Regions from separate parts of the Mus musculus genome. Here all the other regions are linked to region 2. The links are chromatin contacts, called in public HiChIP or PLAC-seq and promoter capture Hi-C maps. All regions are on one chromosome and are shown on one strand. The core of a region is the stretch at or near the end of the contact, and the rest is flanking DNA. Distances in the headings are between cores, read along the strand shown.

The links. HiChIP or PLAC-seq counts read pairs in DNA pulled down with a chosen protein or histone mark. Capture Hi-C pulls out chosen DNA fragments and counts their contacts.
Region 1: an H3K4me3 HiChIP or PLAC-seq map of forebrain shows a contact between it and region 2, with 2.9 times the contacts expected there. The contact joins the enhancer-like site here to the promoter of Dusp3 in region 2. A contact is called at or near these places in 11 of 39 promoter capture datasets (3T3-L1-derived adipocytes, the C10 cell line, the HPC-7 cell line and 7 more), 3 of 15 datasets of contacts at CTCF or cohesin (embryonic stem cells, large pre-B cells and pro-B cells), 111 of 484 Hi-C or Micro-C datasets (the 3T3-L1 cell line, the AML12 cell line, B cells and 56 more), 21 of 115 datasets of contacts at active chromatin or transcription factors (the 230-238 cell line, acute myeloid leukemia, bone marrow-derived macrophages and 13 more) and 3 of 9 other capture datasets (adipose tissue, embryonic tail and pancreatic islet).
Region 3: a promoter capture Hi-C map of pancreatic islet shows a contact between it and region 2. The contact joins the promoter of Lsm12 here to the promoter of Dusp3 in region 2. A contact is called at or near these places in 3 of 39 promoter capture datasets (embryonic stem cells, erythroid cells and neural stem cells), 1 of 484 Hi-C or Micro-C datasets (embryonic stem cells), 3 of 115 datasets of contacts at active chromatin or transcription factors (bone marrow-derived macrophages, embryonic stem cells and trophoblast stem cells) and 3 of 9 other capture datasets (adipose tissue, liver and pancreatic islet).

The regions. Positions count from the first base shown.
Region 1 is chr11:101,812,655-101,816,016 of GRCm38.p6, forward strand. No RefSeq gene overlaps it. Among named protein-coding and RNA genes, the nearest start is that of Gm39392, 29 kb to the left of the region's middle. Within about 2 kb of position 1,972, at least 48 of the 459 cell types and tissues checked have an H3K27ac peak or open chromatin away from gene starts, as enhancers often do. A contact at or near this core is called in the N1E-115 cell line, epiblasts, forebrain and 3 more, where this site is marked.
Region 2 is chr11:101,983,225-101,986,309 of GRCm38.p6, forward strand. It overlaps Dusp3 (dual specificity phosphatase 3 (vaccinia virus phosphatase VH1-related)), which reads right to left and starts at 1,567. Exons shown (of 3, transcript NM_028207.3): 1 at 1,388-1,567. The coding sequence starts at 1,512.
Region 3 is chr11:102,183,288-102,186,549 of GRCm38.p6, forward strand. Lsm12 (LSM12 homolog) reads right to left here and starts at 1,969. Exons shown (of 5, transcript NM_172947.3): 1 at 1,796-1,969. The coding sequence starts at 1,919.

The sequences.
Region 1 (3,362 bases), core at 722-3,221, 170 kb before region 2:
GGCCTCTATACACATGGGCACATGGGCACCACAAAAGGGGGATAGGATTTTTAGAATCACATTTGCTTGTTGGTTTATTTGTGTATGTGTGTGAAAGTGGGTGTGGGTTTGGATGCATGTGTCATAGCATTCATGCGGAGGTCAGAAGACAGCTTGTGAGAGTCGGCTCTCTCCTACCACGTAGCTTCCTCAGCCAGAACTTAGGTTCTTCATGCATGCTCAGCTCTAAGTGCCTTTACTCACTGAGTCATCTCACCAGCCCAAGATATAATATTTTATTTGCAAAAATAGACACCCTGTGCTGTAAACTGTTAACACTTTCTTTGGGAAGTGGTGGTGTTGAATCCAGGGTCCAGAGCCTCAAACATACCGAGGTCCCCACTCTTCCACTGAGCTACAACACCAGTCAGAGAGCGGTTTAAAACAAAACCAAAAGAAAGCAAAAACAGGGCTGCAGAGATGGCTCAGTGATGGGTGTATACTACTCTTGCAGAGCAGTTTTTAGACTCTGCCTACAGGATTTGGATAGAATTCCTAGGCCGTCTCTCTCCTTCCCACTGGGAGGCTCATAGCTACCCGTCTCCAGCTCCAGGGCATCTGATGGCTCTAGCCTCTACAGGCACCTGCATGTATGTGCACATACCCACACGCAAACATATATAATTAAGATAAGATAAAAATTTAATAATGTAATTAACAACAATAAAAACCTAGAGTCACTTAGCTGGTGGAGGAGAAGTGAACGCCCACTCGACCCAGAAGTCTCCCCTGTAGTGGAGTGTTGCCGCCACCAGGTGGCAGTGTTGGCAAGCACACTGCTTCTCTAGCAGCTGCCAGGCCGGAATAGGAAGAGTTTTATTCCAGTTTCAACTTTTATTTAGAATGGAGATACCTTAATAGACCATCTAATCCCACGTGTCTTCACCTCAGAAGATGGGCAGCCAGAGATGGGGAAGATCTCTGCCCAAGATCACAGCGTGTTGATAGCAGAGCTCTCTACCTTAACATCCCTAACCTCAGGCACTCAAGGAACGGTTTCCATATCAGCTCTGTCTCTCTGTCTCTCTGTCTCTCTGTCTCTCTGTCTCTCTGTCTCTCAGTCTCTCTCTCCCCCCTGTGTCTCATGCATCCTCCGGCCTCCACCTCCAAATTTGAGAATTACAGGAAAGCACTGCTATGCTTTCGCAGTGCTGGGGTACAAAGCCAGGGCTTCCTTCAGGCTAGTAAGCACTCTGCCAACTGAGCTATGCCCCCAGCCCTTTCTTTTCCTGCTTTTTATGGGACGGGCTTTCACTATTTAGACTGGAATTCACTGTATAGACCAGGTGGCCTCAAATTCACAGCAATCCTCCTGCCTCAGGCTTCATAGTGCTTGTGGAACATGTGAGCTACTACTTCAGGCTGGTGTTTTAAGACAAGAGTCTGCTATTCTTTTGTAGGATGGATGACAAGGGCCTCTATCACACAGTACTTGTGTAGAAGGTTCTTGGGCCTGTTCTTGGGCTCATTCGGTAAGGGTGCTTGCTGCCAAGCCTGACACCCGAGTTTGATCCCAGGGACCCACATAATGGAAGCAGAGAATTGGCTTCCGCAAGCTGTCCTGTGACCTCTTCAACTTCATTGGGATATGCGCCCTCCATCCACAGAATAAATTAAAATGTAATTTAAAAAAGAAGGCTCTGCGTGCAGCTTGGCGCCCTAACTTTTAATCCCAACAGGGTCATAATGTGTAGGCGATTATACCTAGTTCAGCGGGGACCACTGGGATCTAGAGGGAAGCACTTCACCTTGGGTTACACAGTATTTGCTGAGTCTGAGCGTTTTGCTCTTTGGGAGCTGGTGGGGTTGGGTAGGAGAAGACTGATGTGACCCACCTCCGTGGTTTGTAACCTCTGAAGGGTCCTTTGTCCTGCACGGGAGAGTAGTGCGGAACAGCAAGCTCTGCGCAGACTCCGAGCCTCCTCACCCGCTCCCCCCTACAGCAGCTCCCCATGAGTTCCTTTCCAGAGCACTCACTGAGTAGGTTGCTAGTGGAAATGTGGTTTTCAAATTTGGGAAATCTCCATTAAGTCCTTTTATTTAAGGAGGATGTCATTATCACGCCTCCCCGAGGACTATTACGGTTCTATTAGGCAAGGCCGCAGACTTCCTAGGTACTGTCTGGGGTCTGATTCCTGGGCAGGAAAATACGAGACAGGAAGAAGGGGGGCAGGGAGCTGGAGAGAGAAAACGGGATGCGGAGCGGGCAGGAGGGAGGAGAGGAGAGGGGTGAAGAATCAGAGACTGCAAGAGGGAGCCTGGAAGGCGAGAAGTAGAGCGCGCCCCCTAGTGGTGGAGGGAGCGCGGGGAATCCCGGGGCCAAGTGGCCATCTATCTGCTCCTCTTAAAGGCTCAAGATGAAACTGGAGAAATCTACCTGGATTCTGCCCTCTGCACAGTCAGGGAGGGGCTGCAGGGGAGTCCCCGTGCCCTCCAACTGCTGCCCACCGTCGGAGTCTTGGTTCAGATCTTGGAGGAGCCTTTAGGATGGATGGCCACCGACCAAGAAAGTGTTAACTAAGGAAGGCAGTTCTGCAAACCAGGCCGGGGCTCAGGGGCACTGGCCTTCCTGGCCGCTCTGAGACATCCTTTGCTCTTCTGGAGCTTCTGCGTGAGCTCCGGGGAGGCTTGGCACTAGCCTCTGCTCTGTGCTGTGCCCTTGGCACCTGGTAGGTGCTCAGGCCATGTTTGTGTTCCGACTGAGAGAGGTGGGGAAATGGTCCCTCTGACTCTTCTTGTCTCCTATACTCAGAGCTAAGTCATATGGTTTGAGTTGCTCTTAGCAAAGCTTGCTGACCCTCGATGTCTTCCGATTATCCTACTGAGGACTCCATCACCAGCCCACCCCACCCACCTCCTGGGTAGAGTTTAGGGAGGGTCAGGAACCGCATGGCAAGCAGCTGACACTCGTTTGACTAAATGGGAAAGAGGAAAATATATTTCCCCCTAGGGACCCGTGAGTTAGGGGTTACCAGCTCGGGCTGGAAGCATTCACCTCCAAGCAGGAAGAAGCATACTCTGGGCGAACATCCGGGCTGGACAATCCCCTGTTTGTGGGTCCCCAGGGTCTGGGCAACCTCATTCCACGATCCCCTGTCTGTTCAGAGCTGCCTTGGATCCTGAGCCTGAGGCGAGGACCCCCAACCCCACCCCACCCCCCCTTCGCACTCTCCTTGCCCTGTGAGAGCTAGCCTGGTGCCCCTGGGGTGCCCCTGCCTTGGAGCTCCTGTGCAGAAGTGATTAATGAGGCAGGATAAAACCTTTCTTCCCCAGCTGTGTCAACAAGCCCCTGTGGCCTTTCAGGCTTCGGGGATGGGGAAGCA
Region 2 (3,085 bases), core at 317-2,816:
AAGGTCAGATTTGCATAGAGGGCAAAGGATGTGTTCTCCAAGGCAGCCATCAGTCCTGACACTATGCCTAGGCAACCTACTGCAGATAAAACTCAACAACCTGTCCCCCAGCAAGCAGGCTCCTGAGACCGCCAAGCCCCCTGGCTTCTTGGATAGTTGAGGTAGGGAGGACTGGGAGAGGTTCCCTAAGACTATGCAGCGACTGAGCTGGAGGCTGACCCTGTGAGTCTGTTTAGCCACTTGCTCAGGAGCAAGAATGCACAGCCACGTTGACAGAATGCTGAAGAGCGCGTCCATATATCTCAGCTCTCTACCACCAATCCAACCGTCAGCAAATGCACCATGATGACCACCACCGTTCTGAAGAGTGAACACCATATGGTGTTTGACACATAGTAGGTGCTCCGTATGGAAATAAGCGATGCAGTACATGCAACCTGCCCCCAAGTGTCTGAGACTAATCATGTGAAACCCCTCTGGCTCTGCTGCAGGCTAGGCAGCAGGTCCTAGGTGCAGGACAGGAAACACACATGTAAGACATTGAAAGATCCTTACAGCCCCTCAGCCATCCCGGCCATCGCTTCCTAGTGTGCAAAAACAGAGCTTAGGACTTTAATAAATGGGGTCTTCACATTCATGAAAACCCAACGTGGATCTTCCTGCAATGTGGATCATGCCAACTTTTATCTTGGTGTTAATATTGGTTCTCTCCCACTGCTGAGAAATTCTTATTAATAACATGACTAAAGTTTTCTTTTTAAAATAAGAACACATACGAGCTCAATAATATACACATTTCCTAGTGGTGCAATTAGGAGGAATTTTCAGATGGCTCGGGTCTTTATCATTTTGTTTTTTTCCATCTAAGTCAAACTTTATCTGGAGAAGCCAGGAAAGCCTTGGCTCAGCTACTTCCTCTTCTAGGGTATTTTAGGGTATTTGGATTTCCTGACACGGACAGGAAAAGCTCCACACCCAGATTGTAACGTCATCCCGTTGCCATGGCAACGAAGGCAGACATTCCACGGTGACCTCACTGCAGAACTAGGCAGCTGTCACATGACGCGCGGCCAAGAGACAGCCCTGCCACCTGTTAAGAGAACGTGGTAGCCTTGACCCCGCCCAAGCCCAAGCCAGAGCTGGTAGAGGCTGAGGTCAGGCACTTTGGGGGTTGGGGGGCGTCTCTGGGCATGCGGAGTCCAGCTCCTCCGCTTCATGCGCGGGGAGTAGGCGTCGACTCCAGGCTGGTCCCCAGCACCCGCTCTTGCTCTCAGGTCGGCGACCGCGCCCAGGATCCACCCCCCCCCCATGGACCCCACTCCAGCCCCCAAGTAGTAGTCGGGGCCCGCTGGGAGCGGCTACGGGTTTGGCCCTCCCAGAGACTCACGCGTTGCCCACGTAGACCCTCGGGACGACCTCGTTGCAGGGCTGGCTCGGCAGGCTGTAGCAGCCGCTGCCATCCGAGAGCAGGTCGTTGAGATCTTGCACCGAGAGTTCGAACGAGCTGGACATGGCGGCGGCGGGGCGCTGCACGCCAGGGCAGGAGCGAACGAGGGGGAGAAGCCGGGTCAGCGGGGCGGGGCTGCCCAACCGGGAGCCGCCCCGTCCCGCCCCGGAGGCGGGCCCACTGGGTGCGGGAAGCTGCGGTCACGCTAGGCAGCGCAGAGGACACGCGCGACTGGCCAAGCGCCGCAGGACCCCGGGGCACGTTCCTGGCCGAGATGCCATCACTCCCGTGTCATCCGTACTCATTCACCCTGGCTAAGGCAGTGGAGCGCAGGCACTTCATTTACTGAACCCAATGCGGGACGCCTGGGTACACCTGGAGTCGCTCTTTCAGGATAATGGGTACCCCTGGGGTTTGCTGTGAACCCTTCTCGCTGCACACCAGCAGAGTGGGCATCCATTCATTCACCCCAAACACACACGTCAGAACACATCTTCCCAGCCCACGACTGCTGAACCAACAACCTGCCTACCCAGGAGATGGATCCTTACCCAAGGTTACAGGAAAGAGCCCTATTCTGGAACACTTCTTTTAATGTTTGATGTGAATCAGCATTGAACTTTTTAAAGGCTGAAGGTATAGGTCGCCAGGTTTGGCATCTGACCCTGGGGGACTACTTTAACCTTAGCCTGTGTGCTGGCGACTAAAAGGGAGGAAAGCAGTTTGAACAGCTATAATTTTGTGAGACCCGAAGTGTCTACGAATCTGTAACTTTTGAGTGTAAACACAATATAAATGGAGAATTCTCACACCTGACCTGTGACAGTCAAAACACAGGCACACTAAAAATTACTGTACAAAACTGTATTCAGGATATATTTATATGTGACGCATTAATGGATTTCATGTTTAGACTTGGATCCACTCACTACATATAGTATATATATTATATCGTAAAGTCTCAAACATTTCTGTCCCAAGCACTTCAGTAAAGAATATGCAACATCTAACTCCTAAGAATTGCTGGAGGGCTGGCAAGATGGCTCAGAGGGTTAAGAGCACTGACTGCTCTTCCGAAGGTCCTGGGTTCAAATCCCAGCAACCACATGGTGGCTCACAACCACCCGTAATGAGATCTGACGCCCTCTTCTGGTGCGTCTGAAGACAGCTATAGTGTACTTATGTATAATAATAAATCTTTGGGCCAGAGCGAGTGGAGTTGACCTAAGTGAGCGGGTCATCTGTACAGCTATAGTGTACTCACATACTTAAAGTAAATAAATCTTTTTTTTAAAAATTTGCTGGAAAGATTCCAGAAACATTCAAGGGGTTGCGGAGGTTCCTGGGCTGGCAAGGTGCCCAGCATGCACAAAAACCTTAGTTCAGTTCCCAGCGCGGAACATACAGGCGTAGCGGTTGCAGAAGCAATTGACAGATGTTGAGCACTCACTGGGGGCCTGCGCCCTGGGCTGTGGGCTCTGGGCTAGTGTGGGGGTAAATCTTCCTCCACAGGTTCCTTTACAGCTGTTCCTGGGGTAGCTGCCATCTCACTGTGAGCCACATGGTGTCAGTAGCGAGTTTCCACTGAGAGCAAAGAGCACAAAAAGCGTCTCTCCAGTTGCCAGGGAAAATGGCCCG
Region 3 (3,262 bases), core at 719-3,218, 200 kb after region 2:
GCATCCCCAAGCAAGCCTCATAGGAATCTTAGCTCTCAATAAACCTCCATCAGCTTGCTCCTGCCTAAATGCATAAGCAAAGGGTGTCAAATTTGTCAATGCCGTACGTATATAGCTAGAAATAGCCTTAACAGAGTTCCTATCACTTTCTCCATGCGTTGTATGGGAAGAAATGCAGTCTTGATGCCAGGTGCACTGTTTGTCTTAAACTTAAGAACCACACAGAAGCGCCAGTGCTGCCAGGTTTGGGTAGCACTAGAGTCTCCCTGAGTCTCAAGAGTGCTTCTCACTTATTCAGGTTTCACGTTCTTTCTTTTTTCAGTTTCTTTTTCACACTTTAAGTTTCCCATTTTTTTAGAGGCAAAAATACACCTTTGGGATGGAAACTACCCAAGATGAGACCTTATTCATTCATTCATCCATCCATCCATTCATTCATTTTCCAACCACTTACTAAGACCCTGCTGTTTGTCACATAAAAAGAGTAAGTCTTCCTTAAGACTCTTCCAGCCGGGCAGTGCACGCCTTTAATCCCAGCACTCGGGAGGCAGAGGCAGGCTGATTTCTGAGTTCGAGGCCAGCCTGGTCTACAAAGTGAGTTCCAGGATAGCCAGAGCTATACAAAGAAACACTATCTCGAAAAACCATAAAAAAAAAAAAACAAGAAAAGACTCTTCCAAGTAAGTCACCAAAGGAAGAGGTTTTAGGCCAAAGTATGTTCTCCTCTTTTTAAAATAACACACACACACAAAGAAATCGTTCTTGTTGTATGCCGTTTATGAAGAAATCTTTCTGAGCTGGAAATCAACAACTCACAATTAAAAGGCAGCAGAAGTTTCCATAAGAAACTTCATTTTAAAGACAGAGGCTACCTTCTAAAAATAATTCTAGTAAACCCACCTGTAGCTCAAATAAAGGGGGAGGCAGAGGTTCATTTATTTCAACCAGGAAGCGTTTTGTTTTCCAACAGTGAGTTGGTGAAGTAATTCATAAACCATTAGGGAACAGGGCCACTTCTTCCATGCAGTTTAACACTGGTACTTTGAAAAAGAGGGACGTTTCTATGGAATGTGTTGAACTGAACCGAAGGCCACACTGTCTGTCATACATAAACCCCTGAAAAACGTGGCAAGTCCTCTCTAGACCAGGCTTCTAATTCCAACACCTCCTAAGTAGCAGTTTTCAAATGCCTGAGAACCTTCAAAGTCAGCACACACAGTGACACCAAGCATACACCACCCCAGCAAAATTCGCCACCAGTTCAGATACAAACTCTGTTCCGCACTTCCCATCTCTAAACCGGCAAGGCCCATTAGACCACCATCCCACCACCGCCCTTTCTTGAATCAAATCTCATCAGCAGACAGTCCACTCGTAAAGTCCATACCCTTACCCTACTAGCAGTTCCTGACCCTACACACCCCTCCCGACTCCATCCGGGCTCCAATCTCCAGCCCTCTCCCCACCACGACCCCCTCCCCTCAATCACGGAGTCCCCTTAAGACATCGTCCCCTCCCGAAAAGACACCCGCGTGTCAAGCCCCGCTCCACCCACCAACCCTCAGTTGGGGCCCAGCTCCCACAAGGGGTGGGAGACAAGGGTCCCCAAAGTGGACCGAAAAGGCCCGCGGGAGGGGGATGGGAATCTCACGGCCATGCGCATGCGCCCGGGGCACCGCGGTAGCCGGTCGCCCCTAGGCCGGGAGAGGGCCCTAGCTGCCGCCGCCGTCCCCCGCCCCCCCACCACCGCACCTACACGCCGGCCCGGCCTCGGGGTCCACGCAGAGAAGGATACTTAGAGCCAGCATTTTGGACTGGTAGTCGAAGGCTACCACCTCGCCCTGCAGCCGCTGCTCCTGGCACGTCCGGCACGACACCTGGCTCCCAACGCTGAAGTACTCGCCCGGAGGTGCCGCCATCTTGGGAGAGCAGCCGCGGCCGGCGGCGGCGGCGGCAGCAGCGGGCGAAAGCCGGGCCCCCAGCAAGCGCCGCGACGCGACGCGCGAGGCGTGCTGACGTCATGCGCAGGGGCGTGGCCTGGCGCTGGGTGGGGCGGGAGCCTTAGGTAGAAGAGGAAATAAAAGAGGAATCTTGAATACAGTAAAAAATGTGCCGCTGCCGGTCTGCTCGGCCAAGTTCCTGCAAAGCTCTGTTGGAAGCTAAGGAAATAGATACATATAAAGGCTAAATGATTTACGTAGGACAAGATGGAGAAAGGGAAAGCAACTGGAGTCTCGCTGAAGCCCACACCTTACACAAAAACGTTTAATGAATGAACTCTATAAAATATTATCCTCATTTGCATACGAAGAACCAGAAGCTCACAAGAATTACCAGGACTCACTCAAAATGATTATAACCAATTATAAAGTAGTCGAACAAAATACATTAGCTGTAGGGCTAAGCAAATTAGAATCTGAGGCCATTTACCAAATACCGTAAGCAAATTAGCAAACTTATGTTTCTTCGGTGGGATCTAAATACTACTTAGTACTACTTAGTGAGCATCTGGCATCCCCTCAAGGAAGGAATCAATATCCTCATTTTACAGACAAAGAAAGGAAGTCTTAAAATTGTCAGGGTCACAAAACTGGCAAAGCCATGGTTTTGATTGTAACAAAGGTACTACTTACTGGTCTTTATCAGATAATAACGTTTGCCTCCTAAGGCAGTAAGGAGGCTTAAGTGAGGTAATGCATACATGCATGACATATAGGATCTAAGTAAATAATAGTAACCCTGTGATCTCAGAAAGCTCAGTAAAAGGAAGAACAGCTCTGGAATGTTGCTCAGTAACAGAGCACATATCCATTCTTACGGACATAGGGTTCAAATCTCAGCACTAGTAGAAACATACATACATACATACATGCATGCATACATACATACATATATACATACTTGGGAAAGGTGGGAAGTCCGGAACAGGGAATGGTAATAATGGCAAAGTCCAGTCCCAATGATATCCATTTGATATTACAATACTCACTAACCTTACAAAAGGAACTGTGCAGATGCACTTATAAACCTCCCAGCCCCAGCTGCCATCCTTCACCCACCCCTCCCCACAATATAAAAATCATCGGAGAAATGGATTGACCTTTCTCTAGTTTACAGAGAGGCATAGGGCCAGCTCTGGCACTGAGTGAGCCTGAACAAAGTTCAAAAATGTTTCCTTGTGCTCCAACAGGCAAAAACTTCCTTGTGTTGGAGGCATTGGTGCAATTGTTATAATGGGAATAAAAATTCTTCTCCATGCTTT